2 separate regions of the Triticum aestivum genome follow, and region 1 is linked to region 2. Evidence: chromatin contacts called from public Hi-C data. All regions are on one chromosome and are shown on one strand. The core of a region is the stretch at or near the end of the contact, and the rest is flanking DNA. Distances in the headings are between cores, read along the strand shown.

Region 1 (6,041 bases), core at 3,185-5,684, 200 kb before region 2:
GGAATAATGCCGTCCTAACCTCCTTTCCATCAAAAGGGGCGACCAACAGCTCGTTCATGTCATGTGTCACCCTGGTCTGTACCACATTTAGAACCTCCTCCAAGCCGTGAGTCGCCTCGGACCCATATAGGTCAGTATAAAAGGCTATTGCGAGCGCACACATTTCTGCCTCATCCTCCGTGTACGCTCCATCTTCCCTCCTCAACCGAGTAATACGATTTTTCTTCCTTCTCTGACTAGCACGGAGATGAAAATTTTTTGTATTCTTGTCACCTTCAGACAACCATTGGATCCTCGACCTTTGGCGCCACATCACCTCCTCTCTCTGTTGTAATTCAATGAGCATGTTGCTGATCTTTATCTCCGCATGACTAGGGCCAACCCGGATCGGATCAGCTCTCAGTCTTCCCAGCTCAGTGGTAAGTTCGCTGATTCGCCTTTTAACACTACCAAAGGTGTCACGTTCCCAAGATTGCAACTTGGTCGAGATGGATTCCAGCTTGTGCTGTAGCTCGCCACATGTGGTGGCCTTTCCCTTTCCCTGCCAAAGATTAGATAACAATGGCGAGAAAGAGTCATGAGACTCCCACATAACCTCGTACCTGAACAACTTGTTCTTTTTTCCAATTGGATGCCGCTCCACATGTCCAGAAAGCCTGAGTAGTATTGGGCAATGATCCGATCCAGCTGCTACAAGGTGGAACAAAGTAGCGTCAGGATATCTCGAACTCCAGTCCGGAGAAGCTAAGGCTCTGTCCAGGCGAACTCTACAGAAACTGCCCCCGGTAACTCGCTTCTCAAAGGTCCAGGAATTTCCCTTGTAACCTAGATCAGCCAGGCCACACACATCCAACATATCTCGGAAGCCAGACATCTGGGCATAACTTCTCTCCAACACTCCAACGTGCTCGTGTCTGTGTAAGACTTCATTAAAATCCCCTATACACATCCACGGCAAGTCCGAAGATGCTCTTATAAACTTCAACATGTCCCACGTTTTATGTCTTTCCGCCACGTGTGCCTCCCCATACACACACGTAAGTCTCCATGAGCCCCCTTCCAACCCAGTTACAATCGCATCCATGTGATACTGTGAATATGGTAATATTTCAATTTTAACATCATCATTCCAGTACATACCCAGGCCACCAGATCGACCTGTACTGCTAACTGCAAAACCATTCTTAAAACCAAGCAATGGTGCTAATTTTTCTACTCTAGTTCTGTGAAGCTGGGTTTCCACTACACAGAGCACAGTAGGAGCATGTGTTTGCACTAAAGTGCGCAATTCTCTGACTGTCGAGGACATGCCCAAACCTCGAGAGCTGCACAGAAGTCCAAATGTTTTGAAAATTAAAGCGTACCTCACGCATCAAATTGTCTACCACCCTAATTTTTTTTTGGAATTTTTTGAATTTTTCTAGTATTTATTTTGATTTTTTTCGTGAGCGCAGGTGCAGATGAGCTCGGGCTCAGATTCGAATTTTCGAGTCATAACGTGGTATTCCCTCTACTAATATTTTTACAGAGGGTGCATGTGGGAGTCACCCAAATTATTTTGGAGCTATTTTCAGACAGGCGTTTAGACGTGGGTTAATTTGTTTTTCAGTATGTGACCTTGTTAAACCACATGCAAAAATTCATTGCAGATCGATTAAGTAAGCGATGTACTAATTTCTGGTTTAAATAATAACCGGACTTGAAAATGCTGTAAGCTAAATTTGGCAAACTTAAAACACATAAGAGCTATAGATAAAAACAAATTGACATGGTAACCAAAGGGGGTTGGTACCGCGATAACATCAGAGTACCAAACTCACCTCTTCAGGACTGAAATTCAACTTATACCGCCGTCAGTTTCTCATTGGTCTTGTTCACCCAACCCAGATACTTAGTGGCTATTTCTTGCTGGAGGTGTTTTTCTGCAGAGTTTTGGCACGGTTCTTCTCTCGTGCTTTCTTGTTGTTTTCACGTGGATTGGTTGTAACATTGTTGTTCTATGAACATATGCATGGTTATCCTAAAAAAAACAAGATACAATAAGCTCGTGAACTTTCCAGTCCCTCAAATCAGGTAAATCACACTCCTATTGTGAAGGTACTCAACTCTCTGCAAAAGCGCATCACACTACAAGTGGGAATGGTTAATCTATAGGCATCACAACATATCACTAATCAATACGGACATCAGTAGTGCTAAGGAAATACCATAAAATCCTTGTTTTATTCCCTTTTATATATGATATGATATGCATACAAGATACAGATAACAAGAGCACTTGTTTTCCAAATTCATAGATTGTACTATTTCTTGTCTACATTCTACCATCTCACTTTCATTCTCAGGTGGCTAGGGTTCACATATAAATTTTCGCCCATGATGAAGATCATCAGAGCTTAGAGAAAACAGGCTTCCGCTTCTCCATGAAAGCTTTGATGGCCTCCATCAGGTCATTAGATCTCAGCATTCCAGAGTTCCAAGTCGCTACATGCTCCAGGCCCTGCTCTACTGTGATATCTCTGCTTCTCAGTAGAACTGCCTTCGTTCCCATCACTGCGTTTGCCGACTTCTCTGATATTTCTGAAACAATGAAAAAAAAAATGTCTCTTGGTCCATCATAGGTCGCAGCTTGTTGAGTTACATAGTTGATGGAGAAAAAGTGGTAGGCATAGTTAACAAGAAACTGGTTTGCACAGGGACGTCTTGTGCATGAATCTGAATTATGGTAACACCCTATGAACATGGAACAGTCAGACCTACATATGTGCATCTACTTACAACTTGGATGAACAAATCCAACTTGCTTCTGGCTCGATAGAGGGGCGACACTAGTGAATTGTGAACCCTTTTTAACCATTATACAATGCTTCATTTGATTGATTCAAGTGCATCTGACTTCAAACTAACAACACTAACTATATGACCCAAACTTTCCAGTACACTTCTCATGATGTTGGGAAATGGAGCACAGCGCCTCTGCAGCCAATCAAGAGAGTGGTGGATTTTGCTGCTTAATGTAGTAAGAGAAACATTTAACCCTGCACTTATAGGACACCAAGCACACTATAGCAAATGCACAAAAACCAGGAAATGAGAATATAGATGGATCTTTAGGAAAGCTGGGTGAGTTGGAATTCTAGAAAGCCTGTGAAAAGTTTAAGCTGAACTAGAGATACTATGCTAAAATAACAGAAGGCCACCAACCAATTGTATTTAAAGACACAATTCATGCGTGCTGTTAATGTTACTAACATGAAGTTTAACCTCAATTTTTCCAGAATCAACAGGTTCTGACTAACATAAAATCAAATATTATCCAGCCAAATGGATCTACCGATTCCAGTTAGATCAACTGCAATCAGAGTATAAATAAGTTTATCAACAACATATACACAGATACCCAAGAGAGACACCCTTGTTCATTTTGTTGCCGACATGACCTACATAATGATGTCATGACATCTCAAGTTCTCAACTCCAAACAAGGACTGTTTTGTAGGTTGTGAAATTCCAGGTGACATCCTTTATTAGTTTGAACTTGGAATTGCACAATTCATGTTAAACATTTTGGCAGAGTACAGAGGCAAAGAAAGAACAGCAGAGAGAAATTATACCTTTGGCGATCTTCGCAACACCAGCATCCAGCTCCTGCTTGGAATCGAACACCCTGCTGACCAGCCCCATCTCCTTGGCCTCCGCGGCGGTGATCCTGCGGCCCGTGAGGGCTAGGTCTGCGGCGTTCCCGTAGCCGACGATCCGCGGCAGGCGCTGGAGCGCGCCGAGGTCGGCAACGATGGCCATGTCCACCTCCTTGAGCACGAACGTGGCGTCCTTTGAGCAGTAGCGTATGTCGCAGGCGGCGACGAGGTCGACGCCGCCGCCGACGCAGGCGCCGTGCACGGCCGCGATGACGGGCTTCCGGCACAGCTCGACGGCGGTGAGCGCGGCCTGCATGCCGAGGATGGCGCGGCGGAGCCCCTCGGCCGCGGCCGCGGGGTCGGCGCCCCGGCTGAAGGGCGCGGTGAGCGGGTTCCCGGGCCCGCCGAGCTCGATGCCCGCGCAGAAGTGGGGGCCCGCGGCGGAGAGCACGACGGCGCGCGCGGCGGGGACGCGGTCGAGCAGCGCCATGGCGCGCGGGATCTCCGCGAAGGAGTCCGGGCTGAGCGCGTTGCGCTGCGCGGGGCGGCTGAGGCGCACCTCGTAGACCGCGGCCGCCGGGTCCGGCCGCGTCACGGCCAGGGCCTTGAAGCCCCGCCGCAGCTCCGCCTCCGCGTCCGACGCGCCGCCGCTGGCCATCTGAGCTCCTCCGCCGTGTGCGTGGCGTGTGCCGTGTGGGGATTAAACTCTAGCCGCCTGTGCTGCTCTGTTGACTGCTGCTGCTGCTGCTAATATGAAGGAAGGAAGGAAGCCATCATCATAGTGGTAAATACCGAAGCTAATCCTCTCTTGTTTTTCTTGTGCGGACGCAACGAGATTGCTAGATAAGATAAGCAGCTCGGAAATCATCAGAAAAAACTAACCTGTCGAAAGCTCCTAACGATGCTGCCTCGGCCCGGCCGCAGTACAATCCAGCCTCAGTCTTGTTCTTTTCACAGCGATTTTCCATGAGTTTTCATCAGCTGGTAAAAGTAAAAAATGAAGCATACTTTACTGACTGCCACCGGGACCCATGACCCACTAGTGTCTTTTTTTTTCCTTTAGAAAACCATGACCCACCGGTGCCGAGCGAGACGGGACGAAGGCCCACCTGTGCGTCTCAAGGAAAGAAAGGCTCGCTTCAGGATCTTTACGGCCCATGCGAGGGGATTGGCGAGCCCATGACCCACATCGCTTGGCGAGGGGGAGGCGGGGCGCTGCGAGGCTATAAAGAGCAGGGGTGGCCGGCGGGTTGAAGCATACCTTTCTCGGCCTTTTGGCTAAGATCGAGTGTAGTATCTGTTCTTATCAGTTTAATATCTGATATGTGGGCCATGTGTCTACAATGATATTAAATTTATTTTTTATGGAAGAGGGTCCATCATAATGGTTTGCCATTGGGACCCTCAGGTGTTGCCCAGTGCGTTGCATTATTGCCTGGGCAGGCGCACCCCAACCAAATTAATTAAAAATTTATGTAATGCAGCTTTAATTCAGTGTTGATTGAAGCTGCTGACATGCAGGCGCGGCTTGCTCTCCCTCAGCGCCGTGTTGATCTGCTCGTGCGCGTCTTCCAGGTTTGGTCACCACAGCCTGAGTCGAGAAACATGCAGGTGGTGGTGCTCCTGGGAGAAGCACGGGATGGTGTGGAGTATGCGGTTGGTATATTTGATAAGGTTCCTTTGCCCTGTCATCAGTTTTTTTTTTTTTTGCGGGTGATCAGTTTGGGTTGATAGGCTGATTCCTAAAACTGAGTGGTGTATATAACAACTGAAGTCACATCTGTTTTCCGCCTATATTTTTATCCACAAAATTGATGAATGAAAATTGCCTCGCAATCCATGAAGCCTTCACGCAGTGCAATGAGGACAGATTAATGTTGGAGTATTCGCTACGAACTTATTGTCTTCATTTTTCAAAATATAAGACGTTATTATAGGCTTTTTCTTGAGACGAAGGTAGTAACTACATTTGAGTAGACCTTCTCGGGCGTGAAAACTGTTTGGAGAGTAAAGGTTCATGCATGGAGTACATTGTGTGTTTTCTTTGTCCCAGTTTTGCACTGCGTCGGCATAGAAATATTACGTAATAAGAGTCGAACCAAAAGGTTTATTTTGAAACTTATGGCACACTAAACAGTGTATTGAATCAATGGTATAGCCCTTTCGAACCGATTGGGGGAGGAGGAGGGGGGGACCAGTAGCGGTGGCACTCCACTCGAGGAGGAGGAAGGACACCGGGGTGACGATGCACGTTACAGAGGGACGATTCCCTTGACAAAGAAAATGGCTTAATTTTTTATTGGGGGAAAGGGGGATGGGAGAGTGTGTGCTCTTCCCCGACACCACCACTCATATCACACATCGCCGACAAAGTCACCAACTATAGCTGCCACCTCTTTGTTG
Region 2 (6,069 bases), core at 714-3,213:
TTTGTCAGGTGGATATCTCCCCGCGACAATAGCATCGTCGTCTCCCAGTAACGTTGGCAGACATTGACGTGGATGTACGACCTGTCACGATGCCCGACCGCCGGCGGTGCGGCTTCGAAAGCTGGCGAAGCAGGTGGTGCGGGGCGGCGCGGACCTGCTAGAGCGGCGTCGGCCAGAGGAGGAGCCGACCTCGTGGCTGTGCTTCCCCCTGCTGATCTAATGCCAGCCCACGGCGCCGGGGTAGGTGGGCGAGTGGGGGTGCGATGACAGTGGCTAGTGTTTGCTCGTGTTGGGGCTCGAGGAGGCAGGCCGACTAGGAAGTGAAAGATGTAGACTGGCCGGTCCACGGCTTCCACATTAAGAAGGACGACGCCCCCGCCCGTGTGAATGACAGTCGGGACCCGCATTAATTTTGGACGGTGAAAGTAGGTGGTGGGCCGCCACGCGTCCCCGTTCGTTCATCGTCCGTGTGGACGCAAACTAGGCGCATGTTTGCGTCAAAAAAGAGGCGGGCCGGACGTCAAGCGGACATAAAATGGGGAGTCATAGTCAGCCGAGTTCCAACGCCCACGCTGCCGCGCTTATGGGCCGGCCCAAAACGGAGACGCAACCAAAATGGTGCGCCAGAGAAGGATCGTACCAGCGACCTCCTGTTCCAGGGAAAAACACGCTAACCAGTCAGCCACTTAGACACATGTTCCAACGCCCACGCTGCCGCGCTTATGGGCCGGCCCAAAACGGAGACGCAACCAAAATGGTGCGCCAGAGAAGGATCGTACCAGCGACCTCCTGTTCCAGGGAAAAACACGCTAACCAGTCAGCCACTTAGACACATGTGTTAGCTTACATCGTTTCCCTCTTTTCTTGTTTCCTTTTTCCATTTTTTATTTTTATTTTTTTCTTCCATATATGATGAATTATTTTCATATACGTGAACTCTTATCAAACCGATGGATTGTTTTTCATTTTTCAATAAACTTTTATCAAATTTGATGAAATTTGAAAAAAGTTCATAAATCTGAAAAAAGTTCATTGGATTTGAAAAAAATTCATAAATTTGAGAAAAATTTAATCGGCCTTGAAAAAAGTTCATTGGATTTAAAAAAAAGTCCATCACATTTAAAAAAAGTTCATCAATTTTGAAAAAAGTTTATCAAACTTAAAAAAAGTTCATCAAATTTGTAAAAGAGTTCACTGAAATATAAAAAAAGTTCATGAAATTTGAAAAAAAAAGTTCATCAATTTAGAAAAAAAAGTTCATCAATTTAGAAAAAAAAGTTCCTCAAATTTGAAAAAAGTTCATCGATTATTTTATATATTTTATGAAAACGCAAAATGAAAAATCATAAATTTGAAAAAAGATTTAAAAAACACGTATTTAATCAAAAAGGAAAAAAAATAGAAAGATCAAATAAAAACAGACCCGTAAATGACAACGAACCGGAAAAAAAACCCTGTTTGGGAAGCTTCCAGAAGCTTCCCAAAACCAAAGAATTCCTGTGACTATAGAACAATAAAAAAAACAAGTAATGTGTCAGCTGTTTCTGGATAGCGTAGTGGTTCTGTCGTTCGAGACTCAGGCAGAGATCGGGAGTTCGACTCCTGGTTGCGCACAGAAGCGCCGGTTTTGCAAACGGGCGCATAAATGTCAAATAGAAAATGCCCATAAAATGCGGATGCGGCCGCGCGTTGGGCTGAGCCATCCGTCCGGTTTGACCTAAACGGACAAATGCCATGGGGTTGTGTGTTGGAGTTGGCCTAAACTCACTGACTTGTGGACCCCACTTTCCCGCAACGATCACACGGCCGGCCCAGGGCAAGTCTCAAAAGTTGAGAAAAACGCCGAAAGACAGCACAGCACAGCCCGGCACAGGTCAGCAGCAGCCCGGCACCGAGACCGGGGGCCGTCTACCGTTCAGTTTCAGCAGCCCCCTCGCCCTCCCTGGCACGCGGACCCCGCCGCCCCGCGCCCACCCTCCGCGAGCCCCTCGTGGCGTCGCCGCCGGCACGGGACGAGCCACGCCCGCCCTTTCTCTCGCGTCACTGCAGCCGTCCGTCCCAGCCACAGCGCCTCCCCCGCCCACCGCCGCGGCCCGCGACCAGCAACGGACGCCTCTCCCTCCCAAAAGGCCAAAAATTTCCCCCTCCCCTTCCACGCTCCAGTCTCCTCCGAGTCTCCCACACACCCATCCCCTCCCCCCTCCCCTGAATCTCGAGCTAGTAAACCCTAGAATTCCCCCTCCCCCGCCCCGCTCGATGCGCTGACCCGAATCCCAGCAAGGTCAGGTGCTACTCCCCGCCGCCCCTGCCCCCCTCCCGCTCTCTCCACCCCTCTGTGATGCTCTGTGGTGCCGCGGTTGCTTTGGGCTGTTGCTCTGCTATAGGCGGTGCTGCTTGGTTTGCTGCCGGCAGGGGGCGGCGCCTCCGCCTCCCTGGGTGGTCTTCGCTCGGGGAATTTCCCCATTCGATTGGTGTTGCGGAGGCCGCCGGGATCCCGAAGGGCTCCTCTTTTCTTCTTTTCTCTAGTTTTGCAGCGGTTCGTGAATGGTGTATGTGCTGATTTAGAGCAACGAAGATGGGGTTTTTCTTTTCTGCTTGTCGGTGCGCTAGTGTAGTCTAGTGACAGCCTTTTGCTGCTGCTGCTGCCGATTTCCATCCCAACGAGAAAGCTGCAGCTTTTTCTTTACGGCCATACCTACCTAGTTCTGTGTCATATTGGGGATTGGGAGTGTGATCTGGCAAAGACCACATTTTACCCCGACACTCTTTGGAGAGTCTCTGTATGTGTTTGAGCAATCAATGCTGGTTTGGTGAGATAATCAGGAGCTTTAAAGAAGATATATGTGGAATTTTGTTTTCCTTTCCCTTTTACTTGTTGCATGGATGCTTAGAACCTGCCTTGCTGTGCACTGGTACCGTCGCAGATAACTTATATGGACTCCATTATTTGTTACCTCGTGATATAGTTTGCGACAGAAGATATTAAAAATATTTCTGTTTATCTGCTGTATCATTTGGAAGTGGGTGTCCCCCAAAGACTTCACAGCACAATTTTTCCATGCTAATTTATCTTTTTTTATGGACTGTATTTATGGCTTAAAAGCAAATTATGTATAAGGGGAAGGAATGTGTGTCCTGCTTTTATCATTGGCACACATCACTTATAATTTGTAGATTTTTAATATATTGCTTAATAAGGGTCACTAATTTTCCTAATGTTCTTGTTTGTTTTGCAGATTTGCATTTGCATTTGCTATGCCATTTGGGAGTTTCTCATAGAACAAGCCAGGTTACATAAGATGAGCACAGGATTCAGCGCAGAGATCTTTGCGCAGAAGCTTTCGAAGCTTAATATTGCACAACAGAGTATAGAGAGTATCCTTACTTTCAGCCAGCATTAACTTAGAGGTTTCTTTTCTGCATGTGCTTTAGTGTAAATGTGGCCCAACTAGAGTTTCGCACAGAAGAGGCTGAGTTCAGTTTTTACATTTCTCTAGTTGCTCTTGGCACAACACACAAACAGCACAGATTAATCATTTTCATCATACTTTGTCAGTTGACTTGTTCATTCAACTCATTGGCTTCTATAGTTTGGGAAGCAAAAAGTCAGAGAAGACAGCTTATGGAAAATGTTAGTATTGACTGCGTTGTTAGTTGTTACTTTTAGCATTTCAGATCACTGTGGCAGTAGACCTTTTGCATTGAACTGATGACTTCCTGAGCTGTGTACGAATAGAAATATTTTGCTCAAGATGTGTCTATGCAATTATTAGCTCACTGCACAGCTTGAAAATTTTGCTCAAATCTACTGTTATGCTTAACAAAAAAAGCTTTATCGCACTGGTGCATCTTCCATCATCGTTGTTGCCAGGAAGTTGTTGACATATGGAATAAAGATTTTCACTCAGCTCCTCAAGAGAGAAAGATATCTTTGCTGTACCTTGCAAATGATATTATGCAGAATAGTAAGAAGGATGGCATGAGATATATACATGAGTTCTTGAAGGTCATCGCTGCTGCCTTAGATGACCTGTTCACCAACGGTGATGATTTTGGACGAAATGTTGTAAAAAGACTGGTACGTGAAACTTACTCATGTTTTTATTATCTCATATTGTAGTTGGCGTGTGTCTTTTAGGGCAAGGCTGATAGGTGAAACTTATTGATGGTTATATACAGAAGCACTTAAAAGCTCACATCTATTACTATGATACCATATCATATTAAGTGATGTACTAGTATGTGTCATGCATGGCAATAAACAAGGTCACTATAATACCAAGCTATGATACCATATCATGTTAAATGATGTGCTAGTATATGATACTCCCTCTGTCCCAAAATTCTTGTCTTAGACTTGTCTAAATACTGATGTATCTAGTTACGTTTTAGTGTTAGATACATCCGTATCTACACAAATCTAAGACAAGAATTTTGGGACAGAGGGAGTACTTTCCATCATGACCAGCCTTATGTCATATTAGTTGCTTTTACTGATTGTTAAGTTTAGCAATCTAGTCTATTTTTTGGTGCATGAAACTGATATGCATGCAATAGGCAATATCTAATTGTTTCCTCTTCTAAAATGTAAATCTGAAGGCTTGAGTTGCTTTTAGTCAATCCATCAGTTGAGTTTAACAGAAGATCAGACTGATTAGTTGCCTTTTTTTGTCGAGCTAGTTTTCTAATTTCTAAAGTTACCATCTGTCAGCATACATCGGTATTACTTTCATGTTCACTGTTTTCCTATCATATAGAAAATTTTACTAGGGGAAGAAGTCTTGTTTGTGGATGGCGGGTCAGATTATGAGATTTTTTATTTGCGGGGATCAACCAGCTAACCTACCTTACAACACATATCCATTGTTCTGTAATTGGTATGACCTCTCGAGGCCTCCTAGCTACATATACAAGGGAGGGCCCAGGTGACAACAGGTGTGCTGCTATTGTCACATGGTGACTACCGTTTCCTTGTGCGTGCACTGGACTGGGCCTGCGTGCCAGCCTTGAGCTATGAGTAGGGGCAGAGCCCCTTCTGTTTAAGACACTGAGAAATACTTAGCAACCAAGAACATATGAGAGAAGCTATTCTTCCTCCTTCAGCACCCTATTCTCTTTCCCTTACTCCTTGAGATCTCTAGTCAGATGGATGTTACAATCTGGTATCAGAGCTAGTAGTTCTCCTGGAGAAGCCATGGTACCGGAGAAAGCAAGCTGCCATGATCATCCCCATGGAGGAGCAAATCGATGCACTCATGGTGGCTGTGAACGAAGGATGAGTGAAGGACAATGACAAGTTCGAGGACCTCTGGAGGTCAGCAGTGACTAACCTTTGTATGTTGTCGGACATACTGCGAGAGCAGGTGGGGAAAGCCACGCTACATGCAAATCTTGTGACCTCGGCTGCTGCAAGGGAGATAACAGTGGTGCACGCTACTCATCACATGCTCGACACTGGCTCCAAGAACCACGGGCCTATGGCCATGTCGAGTTCAACAACACCGGGGTACTTGGCTCATGGGGTTACCACCACTCATATGTCACTTCCTATCAACTTCTTTTGTACCTGGCCCGAGTGGAGATCCAGAGCACATGTGTTTACCTCGTATACCTGATTCCAGTTGGTCTCTTCTCAAACTGGATTTCCCACATTCAACGGTAATAGTCGTCAATTCTGGAGGAAGGAATGTGAGAAATACTTTATTGTGTATGGCTTTCAGCCTGAGCTTTGGGTTTGAATTGCCACCCTTCACTTCGTTGGTAACATGGCTCGATCGCTACAACTTCGTGAATCAAAGAGTCACAAGTTCACTTAGGAGGCCATGTGCGCGGCTCTCCGCACCAATTTTTTACCGCTAGCAGTTCAAGCACATACCCATCAGTTTAACACCCTTCGGCGGACGAGAACTATGCTTGAATTCATGAACCACTTTGGGGAGCTCACAGCAAAGATGACACACTGTTTGAGATGGCGTCCCGGAGTGTATGGGCTGACTTACAGTTTGAAGCCATGCTATATGTTGGTCTAATAAAATCACCGATAAAATCAACAATGACCCATAGTATCTG

Evidence for each region. A called contact is a pair of places that touch in the nucleus more often than the background predicts.
Region 1: a contact with region 2 is called in a Hi-C map of leaf, with 5 times the contacts expected there. The contact joins the promoter of LOC123063160 here to the promoter of LOC123063154 in region 2. A contact is called at or near these places in 2 of 5 Hi-C or Micro-C datasets (both in leaf).

The regions. Positions count from the first base shown.
Region 1 is chr3A:681,555,256-681,561,296 of IWGSC CS RefSeq v2.1, reverse strand. It overlaps LOC123063160 (delta(3,5)-Delta(2,4)-dienoyl-CoA isomerase, peroxisomal), which reads right to left and starts at 4,434. Exons shown (of 2, transcript XM_044486900.1): 1 at 3,615-4,434; 2 at 2,205-2,580. The coding sequence starts at 4,296. The coding sequence ends at 2,390. LOC123063782 (U2 spliceosomal RNA) reads left to right here and starts at 4,896; the gene lies at 4,896-5,092.
Region 2 is chr3A:681,347,845-681,353,913 of IWGSC CS RefSeq v2.1, reverse strand. LOC123063154 (ENHANCER OF AG-4 protein 2) reads left to right here and starts at 1,963. Exons shown (of 8, transcript XM_044486896.1): 1 at 1,963-2,286; 2 at 3,237-3,375; 3 at 3,831-4,078. The coding sequence starts at 3,300.